Linked DNA regions of Mus musculus: region 1 is linked to region 2. Evidence: chromatin contacts called from public promoter capture Hi-C data. All regions are on one chromosome and are shown on one strand. The core of a region is the stretch at or near the end of the contact, and the rest is flanking DNA. Distances in the headings are between cores, read along the strand shown.

Region 1 (6,585 bases), core at 1,283-3,782, 120 kb after region 2:
TACGGTGTTTTCAAAGACAGTCCAGAGCACCGCTGGCTCACAGCCCGGCGTGGTCAGAGACCCAGAGTATCGGTAGTACCGCAAGAGCCGCAAAGCACTTGGCAGCAGAGAGGCCAGTGCAAAGGTGGACGTCAGATTCACAGCTACCCCTGTATAGTAGAGACACTGGAACTCGCCTCTCCTGCTCTTGCTCCTCACCCTCATCACCCAGCCCAGTAGGGACCCCACAGCTCCTTACCAGGTGAAGATAAATTTTTCAGGCCAGACACAATGGCAGAGAAATTGGTATTGTCCCTGTCTTCCTCCTGTGGAAGAGTTTTAAGACATTTTGATGTTCTCTACCTCCACTCCCTTTCTCTCCCCCTCACTCTCCTCCCCCGTGTGTGTGCGTGTGTGTGTGTGTGTGCGTTCATGTGTGTGTGTGTGTGTGTGTGTGTGTGAAGGTAAAATAGCTGAAAATAGCTGAAAATAGCTGGGACAGCAGTGGGAAGGGCCCAGCTGGAGGCTCTGGGAGATCTGGGGATGAAGAAGATGACCTACCATGAGGCCCAGCAACACTCCATCGCTTTGGCCCCCACCTCCTTGGTGGGGAGTTCCCTGGGCATCTGGACGTGAACTGACTGTCTTCATGGCTAGCTTCATTTATAGAGCGTCCCCTGCCACCTCCCTACATCATGTGTAGAGCCTCCTCTTCATTCACGAGGATTTGGACTCATCTGTGTATCCCATTGTTAAAGCTGCTTAGCCCATTTGTGTGCATGTGTTGGTGGGGGGCAGTGAGCTCTTCTGAGTTCTCTAAGTCTTTCAGAGCTGAAGATCCCTGGTCCCTCCACACAACTCCAAGTCCCTGTTTCTGGAAACATGTACGGGGCCACAGCCCCTTCCTCACCACCAACAGCACAGCCAGTATAGCAAACCCATCTGGTTGGCTCCGTGCATCCTCCATGCTCTGGTACTTTGTGTTCATGTGGACCATGTGCATCTAGGGGATACAGAACAAAGGTAGTGACCAGCTGCTCTCTGCTCCCTACGCCTGTCTTCCTTCTGGTCCACCCTGAACCCACCTCCATAGAGCCATGCTTCTCATCCAGGCTGTGCTCGGAGCCTTGGTGCCCTGGGCTGCCCCAGTGGAAGTGCAGCTGCAGTAGCCGGTACTCTGGTGACGGGAGCCCAGCCCCTCGGATGGCTGGGCAGTTCTGCTGACAGGAATTTACTCGAAGTAGCACTGAAGGCAGGGAGCACATGAGAGTTTTCCTCACCAGCAGACTCCCCAGGGTAGGAATAACACTGTCACTAGCAGTTTCAGTTATGAGGACCTTGACTTCTTTCCAGCATCTTGGCATCTGGACATGAACTGACTGTCCTCAGGGGTCATGGCTAGCTTCATTTATAGAGGGTCCCCTGCCACCTCCCTACATCGTGTGTAGAGCCTCCTCTGCTTTGTCCACGAGGATTTGGACTCGTCTGCGTATCCCATTTTTATAGCTGGTTAGCCCATTTGTGTTGTGTGTTGGGGGGTAGTGAGCTCTTTTGAGAAGCTGGTGTCTCAGCTCGTCTGTGGGTCCTCATCCCTGTGTATGGGTGAGGTTCCTGTAAGCTGTATGGAGTCCTGCTTCTGTGTGGCAGTCTCAACCTTATGATGCTGACCTGTGTGGCCATCGTTCTCCAGGACCCAAGGATCTTGAGGGGCTGAATCATAGCCTTGAAAGATGAAGGGCTTAAGAGTGTAGTCCCGCTGGACCAATCGAAGGTCAATGTTGATAGGGGACTGGGTTGGGCCCCCACAGGCAGGTGCTAGTTCCTTCCAGTGGGCAGGGCCTGAGAAAAGAAGGACTAGTGTCTGCAGCAGGGGTCTCAAAGGCAAGTCTGGGAGTACAACGAGGGATTCCATATACCCAGATGCCCTCCCTCTGCCCTCCACACACCTGGCTGCAGCAGCACCCATCTGACTTATAAGTCTGCAAGCATACTGGCCCACAGAGAGATAAGGTAGGAGGGTCTGGGACACGGCTGCATACTCATGCTGGGGACCATCCCAACACACACATGATCTAGCCACACCCATAGACTCACAGACCCTGACAGCAGACACACAGAATCACAGTGTCCAGTTCTTTGGAGCACAGGAGCTGACAGAGACCAGACAGATCCACATAGCCTGTTACAACTGTTCTCACCACACTTTGGGTCTTGGGAGTCGTAGCACCAGGTACCTGTAGACAGGAGGCAGGGGACCACTGTGGTTCTTTATAAAGTTCCATCTTGACCCCAGTCCAGGAATGGAGACAGGTTAGCCAGTAGAGGCTGTTCCCTTGTCAGTGCGTCTCCTCCCAAACTTGCCCCATCACTGGTAGGTAGGTGGTGTCAGGCAGAGCCTTGGTGCTCACCACTGGAGTCCACCTGTGCCGCCAGTTGTATAAGGAGGAAGCTGAGCAAGAAGTCCAGGGCCCACATGATGCTGCAGTGGCTGACTCCGGAGAACTGCAAAGTGGATGAGGAATGTACAGCCAGGCTACTTAGAAGGCTGCTCTGCATTCATTGGTAGGTGAACTAGAGGTCTGGATAAGCCCTGTGGACATGCTGAGGTGAGGCTAGAGTAGGTGGAGCCCAGGTAGAGCCACTAGGAATGGAGGTGGGCTGGAGCCTAAACTTCAGAGCTGCTGCAGCCAGTGTAACTGTTGGCATTTCTCCCGAAGGGCGTCTGGTTATTACTCTTACAGCAGTGAAAATGAGTAACAGAGACCAGGAGTGACATGCCGAAACCACCGTCAAAGAAATTAGTTCAAGAGGTGAGGGCACATTGGATCCTACTGCCCAAGACTTAGGCTAGGAGGCATGGCTGTTCTTTCTCATGCTACAAGTTTGAGATTCCAACCCGTTCCAAGTCCAGGTCCACATCAGCCTTCCTATTGATGCTCGTCTGAGGACTACCCTCCCAAAGACAAAGGTCTCAGGAGAAGCTGCAGCCCTCCTGTGGTGGGGATACTACAGTGGCTCAAGTCCCTGGCACTCTGGAGGGAAGTGTCTGTGCCTCCTTGGCTTCCTGATGTGCTTCTGCACATGGGCACCATGTCTGAGCAGGTTAGGCTGAACAATGACTACCAGGGAGTGGGCTGGAGGGCTGCCCCTCTCAGTATTCCAGTTCTCAGCATCTCTTTCCCATGGTATAGCTTAGTGGAAGAGTACTTGCTTAGCATGTCTCCTTGGATTCTCCCTCAGCACTGCTGGAGGACCAGGCTCTTCCTTGAAGAGAGGACAGGGAGGAAAGGGCAGTGTTGGCAGAGCCCCAGGCACCCTGCTTCAGATGTGTTGAGGGTAGAATGAAGCTCCTGTCCCCACCAAAGGCCTCAGCAGATCCTTCTTAACCCAACCCCTTGCCAGCCTTTGTGACAGCCTGCTGTAGTTACTGGCCCTTCTGAGTTAGGACAGTGAACTTGATTACAGCTGAAAGTCTGGTTCCTGAGTTTGACCAATAAGGGCTCTTGCATGTATGGGGTGCAAATACATAAACTCATGCACAAACACACAAAAACTATAAAAATTAAAATATTGTGTGGGGCATGGAGGTGCACACCTTTGTTGTGTGTAGTTTTAAAAAACATGCTACCACCTTGCCTGGGATTGCGGGGCGGGGGGGGGGGGGCCCGCTGCGCCACCAGCCACTCCTGGCTCCCTTTTGTTCCACCAGGCTTAGCTCCAGGATCCTCAAAACCAAGCCCTAAGCTGGCTTCCTTTTCTACCCACCTTTGCTCCAGGAGGGGATTGCATTACCAGCCCACTCCTGGGACCCTAGAATCCGAGGACAAAAGACACACACTCAGCCTTGTTACTTTAACTTGCCTGTTAAGCACAAATCTCTCCTGCCTGGGAATGCATGCCCTTTCCAATTTATTATCTCCATCTCTCCTTCCGCCCTAAACTTAGTGGCTTGTTCTATTTAGCCCCTGCCAGACATCTTTGGCAACCCGGCCACAGGCCCTCACTGCCCAGATCTTACATGGTTGCTGTGTCCCTTTTCCTCCAAAGCATGGCAGAAAAACCCTCTCTCCTTCCCTACGTCTCCTTTCCTCTTGAGATCTGGATAACACACACACACACCCCACACGCACGCAAACATTGCTATCAAGAATCCTGGTGTCTCACAGAAATGATAGTAAATGCTTTTTCTGCTTCTCACCCCCAGCAGGCTGAGTGCCATAGTGGGTGGGTGTAACCCCCTCTTTTCAGGAGAGGCCTCAGCCCAAGGCAATAGGCTATGCAAGTCTTTAGCATCTTAGGACTTCTGGAAAGACAAGATCATCCAATTTTTTATAGATTGAAATCTTCTCAGAGGACTCAAGCCTTTCCAGCCCTGTAGGAAAAGGCATTGAACAGCCCAGTCCTGGGTGTAAGTTGCCAATCGCTACCCTCCAAGCTGCAGCTCCTGCTGGAAGGAGCTGCTTACAGCCACCTGGATGGTCAGAGATGAAGTCCAGCGCCCTCCCTGCACTGGACACTAGTAACGGGGATATACCAGCCCTGGCATTGACTGTAGTGTAACTTCAGAGGAGTGTGGCCCCTTGCCATGCACCCTCCAGAGGCTCCAAGCTCAGCCATCTGGTCCTCAACCAAGGGGTGTCAGAAGCCAACTGGATGCCTGTAAGGGCTGAAAACTTAGGAGAGCCCTGTCGAGGGGCTGGCCACAGCAAGAACTGACCATGCTTTTTCCATAACACAAGTTTATTTGGCATTGGATGAAATGGTTCTCACAGCATCTTAAGAAAGGATCAATGCCAACCTGACCAAAAAAATACACCCAAACTAAAACCTTTAATGAAAGGAATATGTAAAAACAGGCATTGAGACAATGTACAGTATCAAATTCCACTTCAAGGCAGGTCAGAGGGCACCTGGCCTCAGAAGAGTGGCAAGGCAGTCCTGGGAAAGGGGCCTCCTAGGAGCCTGTCCCTCTGGGGCCTTGCGGGATGGGTAAAGAACACACAAACCTCATCAAATCTTGGATTTGGGATTATTCACCAGTGAGATCTGGCAGACTCCAGTGCTTGGAACTGGAATAGCAATAGTCTAAACAGCCCCCAACAGAGGCCTTCCATGCACCCCTAAGGCATGGGGGACGGACCCCACAGGCCTGACAAGCCTACCTCTGTAGCACCAGTCCACTTTAGGTCACCCTCTCCACTGGGCCTCCTAATCTCAACCCCAACAGCCATTTGGTCCCCACGTAAGTTCCAGTCTGTGCAGTCTCCTGAGGCACTGCTGTGTGGTCCTTAGGGCTCTTTTGGGTGGCCTGGCACCAACACAATTCCCAATTGTTGCTCTGGAGCATGGCTGCCCAGCGCCCAGCACTTAGGACTTGCTGGAGGCATGACGAACTTCCTGATGTCCTTAGCAATGGGTAGAGGGGGCAAGGGCCCTCTGCAGAGGGATGTCTGCAGCAGATGGTCTGTGGGCTCAGACATGGGGCAGACTATCCGTAAGCAATCATATACTCCTGTCAGCCCTGGGGACCTGGTCTGAAGATGCTCCGTATGGGAAGGGGAAACATAGGTTCCAAGTAGTGTAAGGCTGCACCTAGAGCTGTGTGGGTCTGATCATGCACAACAGAACAGACACCAGTCACCTCCACTCCTGTTCTCACCTGCACAGGAGTCACAGGCCCACTGACCACAGCCTAGAAGAAGCTCAAAGGTGCAAGAGTGGCCCATGGGCAAATGGCTCATGTGGGGTATTGTCCCCTGTCCTGAGCTCCTGTGAACCATTATCACCTGCAAACATTTGGCCACATTAGGACACACACACAGATATAAAGACCCAGACATCCAACATAAAAAAGACACGAATGTGCTAAAAATTGCACAGAACCTTGCTTAATCTCCAAACCTTAGAAATGCTAAAGGCCTGTGTCAGGAGACAAGACCACTGCATGGAGCTGGAGCTGGCAATGGAGTCCTTTGGGAAAAATCCCCAGGTACCCGGTTGCTGTGGAGGGACTGGGAGGCATGTATGTGGCTGGCAGACACTGGGCTCCAGCAGTGTTCACGGGGTGAAGTGGACTCAGATGACAACTCAGGATGTCCACTTGAACCATTCTCTTCCCAAACAACCCTTTATGGCACAGATAGGATGAACGGGCATGGCTAGACCCAGTGGTCATTCACCAGCAAGCAGAGCACAGGGATCCAGAGTGTGGCAGAGAAAAGCCAGCATGCCCCAACCCTCCACAAGGGTCTAGAGTCTACTCCTGGGGAGCCATGCAGAGGTATACCATGGAAGAGTGCTAGGAATGAGCAGGGCCTCCTGCCACAGTGCTGGCCTCAAAGCAAAGCTAGAAATGGTGTGGCAAGTTCAATTTCCTCCCAGGGATCGATCGGCACCTTGAAATTTGCAGCTGGCCCCGGACAGGAAGCCCCCAGAGAGCCAGTACAGCAGCTGTGAATGCTTTCCCCAGAAGCAGTTCAGATGCTCTGCTGCCTCTAAGCAGCCACTAGCGCTAGCTCTACTGTGTCTACACTGGCTGATGACTGGCTCCTAAGGGTGAGAATGCAGTAAGCAAGCCCATCCAAAGATGTACTTGGTATAAGTGAA
Region 2 (6,469 bases), core at 3,654-6,153:
GGAGGTCCAGGAAAATACTGCATCCTGTACTCTTCATGCTGCAGAGGACTGGAGTTCCCTGAGAAACTAAAAAGCGCTGAAATAAAGTGGGGTGACCCACTTTAGAGGAAGGGACAGGGAAGGATCTGAAGTATTTGACACCAAAGCAGACACCTACATAAAGAAGATCTGCTCATGACAACGGTGAAGAGAATCTTTAGTCACAATTTTCTCAATATCCTAAGTACTCAGTAAGAGTTGTTTTAAAGAGACAGCAGGGGCTAAAGGAACAGATCAGTAGCAGAGCATATGCAGAGCACATGAAAGGCCCTGCTCTCAACCTCCAGCAAGTAAAAACAAAGAAACAAAGGAAGAACTCTGAAAGTTAAAGTGGGGTGAGCAGTGGTGGCACACTCCTTTAATCCCAGCACTTGGCAGGCAGATTTCTGAGTTCAAGGCCAGCCTGGTCAACAGAGTGAGTTCCAGGACAGCCAGGGATACACAGAGAAACCCTGTCTTGAAAAATCAAAATAAAGAAATGAAAGAAAGAGATAAATAGAAAGAGAAAGAAAGAAAAAAAGAAAAGTAAAGTAAAGTTAAGTTAAAGTGGAAAGACGGAGACGCTGGACAACAGGGGAAACTACAAAACAATAAGCCAGAGTACAGGACAGTGGACTGCCTGATGAAGGCATCGGGCTACACACTGCCCTCATTTGTGTAGTATAGGAAAGGCTAAGAAGCCTAGACTCCAGTTAGAATTGTCAAACTTGGGGCTGGTGAGAAAAATGGCTCAGCGGTTAAGAGCACCGACTGCTCTTCCAAAGGTCCTGAGTTCAAATCCCAGCAACCACATGGTGGCTCACAACCATCCGTAACAAAAATCTGATGCCCTCTTCTGGAGTGTCTGAAGATAGCTACAGCGTACACACATATAATAAATTAATTAATTAAAAAAAAAGAATTGTCAAACTTGCTTTTTCCTCAATGAGAGATGCTTCTCCACTGAAACTTTGCAGAACCTTCCCAGTGTTTTGCTATGCTCCCCACTCCCCAACAACTGACACTGAACTGAGAGCTTCATGAGGACTACATACGCGATCTTCTACTAAGCTACTCTCTCAGCCCTAAACTTTCTTTATGCCTCATGTAATATAAATCACTATGGTTTGAAGTGCATCCCCAAATTTAAACAACAGCATCACCCCTGGAAGAAGTCAGAAGTAAAGATGTGTAGATTAGCCCATTATAAATCTTCTTAAGCTCTATCAACACAGTTAATCAAGTCACCAGCAAAGTCAACCCTAGAGAGAAAACAAGCAAACCGAAGAAGTGAAAACACCCAGTAAGCGTGGTTAGGTTTTTTTGGGGTTTTTTGTTGTTGTTGTTTGTTTGTTTGTTTTTTGTTTTTTGAGACAGGGTTTCTCTGTGTAGCCCTGGCTGTCCTGGAACTCACTCTGTAGACCAGGCTGGCCTCTGATTCAGAAATTCACCTGCCTCTGCCTCCCAAGTGCTGGGATTAAAGGCGTGCGCCACCACCACCTGGCACTGGCAGCTGATTTTTATTTACCTTTTTACAAGTACAAAGGTTTTGCCTGCATGGATGTTGACTGCACCAGTTTATGCCTGGTGCCCACAGAAATCGGACAAGGGCTGTGGAACCCTTGGAAATGAACAGTTTTGAGTCAGTCACCTTGCAGGTGCCTGGAATCGAACCCTGGTGCCTTGTAAGAGCTACAAGCAGTCTTCACCATGGACTAAATCATCTCTCCAGCCCCTGGAGTCTTGCTTGAGTTTCTGACTCGGCTTTTCTTGCTGGGGGTTGGGGGCTGTGTGATAAAGTGTAACATGAAATAAACCCTTTCCTCCTCAAGTTGCTCTTGGTCATGGTGTTTTTCACAGTAACAGAAAGCAAACTAAGATACCTTTACTCTTAGAAAGCAACCTTTGAGGGGGCTCACTCAAATGCAGTAGACAAATGTTGCCCCCTCCACCAAGATACACAGGCCCCAGTCCCTGGAACCTGTGACTATCTTTCACTGTATCTCAAAAAATGACCGCATAGCTGTGATTGAAGATACAGACTAACGATTGTGTTCCATTGTTCCAAACTGATCTGGGAAGTGCACAGGATGTTCTCTACCTGAATTTGGTGAGTGTCAGAGAAACCAGCCAATGTTAGACTAGGCCACAAAGAAAGCACAAGATACAATCAACCTCCAGGAACAAAAACTGGCCCCTGACAAATAGGCAGGAAAGAGGATACCTCAGTTTTACAAGTGTAAGGAATAGAATTTGGACAGCAACTTGAATGGAGTTGAAAGCAGATTCTGTTCCAAAGGTTCCATCAAGAAATGTAATTACCAGGCAGTGGTGGCGCATGCCTTTAATCCCAGCACTCTGGAGGCAGAGGCAGGCAGATTTCTGAGTTCAAGGCCAGCCTGGTCTACAGAGTGAGTTCCAGGACAGCCAGGGCTATACAGAGAAACCCTGTCTCGAAAAACCAAAAAAATAAAAAAAATAAATAATAAATTTAAAAAATGTGTATATTGCCATCGTATTGATTTCAACCCTGAAACTAACACCTACCAAATCTTACATGAGCCTCTGACATAAAAAAAAAAAAGATCAAATATAAATCTGTGTTGTTTAAGATGCTAAGTGCATGGTAATTGTTATTACAGCAAAACAAAATAATATACAAGTGCAGTATCTTACAGAGGTAGAAAGCACCTCAGGACTCACAAGGCATTACAGTGTATCCAGTATACTTCAGTCTTCCCTCAGACCTCAGATACTTCTGCAGCTCTCCCCTACTGTCTGTGATAACAACTTGCTCTTCCAGATCCACTGTACTGGGCTTTCCCAAAGAATCCTTGCCCTGGAGCTCAGACCATTTCTCAAGACTTCACTTAGAGATAACTCAAGTACATCAATACTGCACTTGTGGGCTGGAGACTTGGCTCAGAGGTTAGAAGCACTCACACTGAGCTCTTACAGAAGAAGCAGGTTCGATTCCCAGAATTCACAGGGCAGTTCATAACCCCCTGTAGCTCCAATCCCAGGGAATCTTATACGCTCTTCTGACCTCTGACATCATCAGATATACATGGTTCACTTATATACAGGCAAGCAAAACACTCATATAAATAAATTAAATCTAAAACAATTAAGAAACAAAACACTTGTTTGCTGAACTGTCTGCAAAACCGTGCAAGGGTTATTGTGCGGCGGTACCAAGCCACTGACACAGTACCCACTCCCTCCACTGTACTGATGCTTCCCCGATTTAGTCCATTGCTTCACTCCACCCCACCCCACCCCACCCCCTCCATCCAGTTAGTCACCAATTGTCCACATATTCATTCCTCTTTCTCTGGAATCTGTCTTCCTCTTTCAAGTTCAGCACTTAATACTGGTCTTTATGATCTCTGCCAACCAAGTCTTCTACAATCAACTCATGAGACCATATGATCTAAATGAAAAAAAGACAGAACCCCCACCAACCCTTCCAAAGGAAAAAAACTCCCCAAATTGCCTATTTGGCCTCTCTTGGGTCCCTAATTCATCTCCAGGGACTCAGGGGCCTTCCCAACACTAATGCTGCACCACCTCAAGGCAGACCACGTGTAAAACACTGGAGGAAGGGCCGGGCAGTGATCCCAGCGCTTGGGAGGTAGAAGTAGGCAGATTTCTGAGTTCCAGGACAGCCAGGACTACACAGAGAAACCCTGTCTCGAAAAACTAAAAAACAAACAAACAAACAAACAAAAAACCACGGGTACAAGTTGTTTGCCCAAAACACCCAACACTAACCATGCCAGCATCTGCTCATCCTCATGATGTATCCTTGACTACTTTGCTTCAAAGACCCAGAACTCTCCACCTACAGCCGTCCATCCTGATGCTTTCACAATCATCTGCTGGGAATGGTGGCCTGTCACCCTCCTACTTTTCTCTCTAGAGCTCAATCTGTCACCTACTCGAGGCTGCTCCAGTCTACTCAACTGACACTTTAGCACCCACAAAAATGACTGAGCATTGGCACGACTGTACTGTTTCTTTACAGACAGACAGTACCAACCCTCAGGGGAAAAGCTGTGCCACAGGCAATTTTCTGAACACTTTAGGAAACTCAGTAAAATGGCTAAGTGCAACAAGCACTCTGCAGTGCTCCGTGGGCAGAGGGCATCCCTGCCCTTCACTCCCGAAGTTCCCACAGCTATTTCCTGCTACCCTTTGGCCAAGTTGACACACCTTGTGGAAGAAACCGGAGCACTCTTCTATTCCACTGCCTACAACCCAAACACATCAATCTTCCAATTTACCTTCCTTCCAGCCTCCTCCAACTCATTGATGTGGTTTTCGTTTTATTTATTTATTTTATAAAAGAAGCCACGCGGCACCCGTGTAAAATCTCTGGCTGCCTCATTCTCTTTCTATATTCGGTGCGAATCGAAGCAAAGGAAAATCTGCACACAAATGACGAGGCGGCTCAGGACGATGACTCACTAGCCAGGGCACTAGCTGGGTTTGCAGAGTTCCTCCCCAGAAAAACTAGCCAGCAGTCCCTGTCTGCCGAGAAAGGCCAGAGAGACTCCAGGAGGACCCTTGTACGTCCCCGGCACCCAGCGGACACCGCAGCTTCTGACCAGGGTCAAGAGCGGGTCTAGCCCGGCCTCACCCTCCCCGCCCGGAAGGTCCGACCACCGGTCCTTGCCCCAGGCCACACTCACATTTGGCTGACCAGCTTCTGCCGAAAGGCGGCGCTACGCCAGTCGGTCTCCTGCCCCGAAACGTCCATGCCCGGAGCCCCTACTCTTGTAGCCCGAGTCCCTACCGGCCACCCCCGGCGCCGCCGCCTCTACCACAGCGACAGGCCCGAACCCGGAAGCCGAGCGATCCCGCTACTGGGCCACGCCGGAAGTACAGGAAGAATTGTGGGAAATGAAGTCTTGCTTTTGTATACGCATGCGCGCCACAGAAAGAGAGAGGAAGAGAGGAAGGGGAGAGGGGGAGAGGGGAAGAGGGAGAAGGGGAGAGGGGGAGAGGGGGAGAGGGGGAGAGGGAGACACAGAGGGAGAGACAGAGATACAGAGGCGGAAACACAGACAGAGGCAGAAACAGAGAGAAAGACAGAAAAAAGAGACAGAAAGACAGACACAGAGACAGATACAGAGACAGAGAGAGACACACATGCGGACACATAGACACACACACACCACACACAGACACACATACAGAGTCTATGTATATTTTGTTGCCAGTGTTGGGATAATTGCTAATGTATAACATATTTTTGGTATTTTAAATAAATTTGGTATTTAAATATTGAGATTTTAATTTCTAACATATGTTAAGTGTACATAAGTATATGTACATTCTACAGTCATCAAAATAAAGCTAGTATTTCACCAACAAGCAATGTTAGGTTTAGGATCTCTGCTCATTGAATCATTAAGCTCCATATTTAAAAGGAAAGCAAAAGCATTATTTCTGTTAATGTTTTCTCTGTGGTTCATATTCCTTGCTTCTTAGTGGTGCATCCCTTAATACAGGACATTTTGGTCTAAGTGGATAATTGTTGCTGGGCTTATGTGTCTCGAGTTCACCTTTCAATGTTTATATGATTTAAGTTTAGAGTAGAGATTACAAGGTAACTAACCAATTTTGTAAGTCTTCATTTTTTCCAACAATATGTAAGGCCTCATTTTAGAACTTTGTTTGTCCCAGCACTTGGGAGGCAGAGGCAGGCAGATCTCTGTTGAATTCAAGGCAGCCTGGTTTACATACTGAGTTCCAGGACAACCAGGGCCTATGTAGAGACACATTGTCTCAAACAAACAAAAACAAACAACACCCAAAATGAACCCCAAAATAAATAAATAAATAGACAAATAAAGAAATAAATAAAATACATGTGTTTATTATTATAGAAGAAAGCACCCTTTAAAAAAAAAAACTTTTGGCCTTTGGAAAAGTCTTAAACACAAATGAATTAAAAACTGAGTGTCAGGGCTGGAGAGATGGCTCAGAGGTTAAGAGCACTGACTGTTCTTCCAGAGGTCCTGTGTTCAATTCCCAGCAACCACATGGTGGCTCACATCCAATGTACTGTTTTGGTGTGCCAGAATATCTGAAGACAGCTACAGTATATACATGAAATAAATAAATAAATAAATCTAAAAAAAAAAAAAAACCCCTGAGTGTGGGGGCTGGAGAGATGGCTCAGCCATTAAGAGCATTGATCTATTGCTCTCTTCTGGTGTGTCTGAAGACAGTTACAATATACTCATATACATAAAATAAGTAAGTCTTTAAAAAACTGAGTATGGGGGTTGGGGATTTAGCTCAGTGGTAAAGTGCTTGCCTAGCAAGCCCAAGGCCCTGGGTTCGGTCCTCAGCTCCGGAAAAAAGAAAAAAAAAAAAAAAAAAAAAAAAAAAAAAAAAAAAAACTGAGTATGACAAAACTTAAAAAGAAAATTCAAAACCA

What was found. Capture Hi-C pulls out chosen DNA fragments and counts their contacts.
Region 1: a contact with region 2 is called in a promoter capture Hi-C map of pancreatic islet. The contact joins the promoter of Car15 here to the promoter of Med15 in region 2. A contact is called at or near these places in 17 of 39 promoter capture datasets (the 3T3-L1 cell line, 3T3-L1-derived adipocytes, the C10 cell line and 10 more), 1 of 15 datasets of contacts at CTCF or cohesin (the NIH/3T3 cell line), 5 of 484 Hi-C or Micro-C datasets (the HPC-7 cell line, the N1E-115 cell line, adipose-derived mesenchymal stem cells and 2 more), 5 of 115 datasets of contacts at active chromatin or transcription factors (the HPC-7 cell line, bone marrow-derived macrophages, embryonic stem cells and 2 more) and 3 of 9 other capture datasets (adipose tissue, liver and pancreatic islet).

What each region holds. Positions count from the first base shown.
Region 1 is chr16:17,835,654-17,842,238 of GRCm38.p6, forward strand. It overlaps Car15 (carbonic anhydrase 15), which reads right to left and starts at 2,533. Exons shown (of 8, transcript NM_030558.2): 1 at 2,388-2,533; 2 at 2,178-2,213; 3 at 1,648-1,818; 4 at 1,065-1,225; 5 at 890-982; 6 at 239-305; 7 at 1-149. The coding sequence starts at 2,454. It overlaps Dgcr2 (DiGeorge syndrome critical region gene 2), which reads right to left. Exons shown (of 10, transcript NM_010048.3): 10 at 4,702-6,585.
Region 2 is chr16:17,718,044-17,724,512 of GRCm38.p6, forward strand. Med15 (mediator complex subunit 15) reads right to left here and starts at 4,904. Exons shown (of 18, transcript NM_033609.3): 1 at 4,713-4,904. The coding sequence starts at 4,780.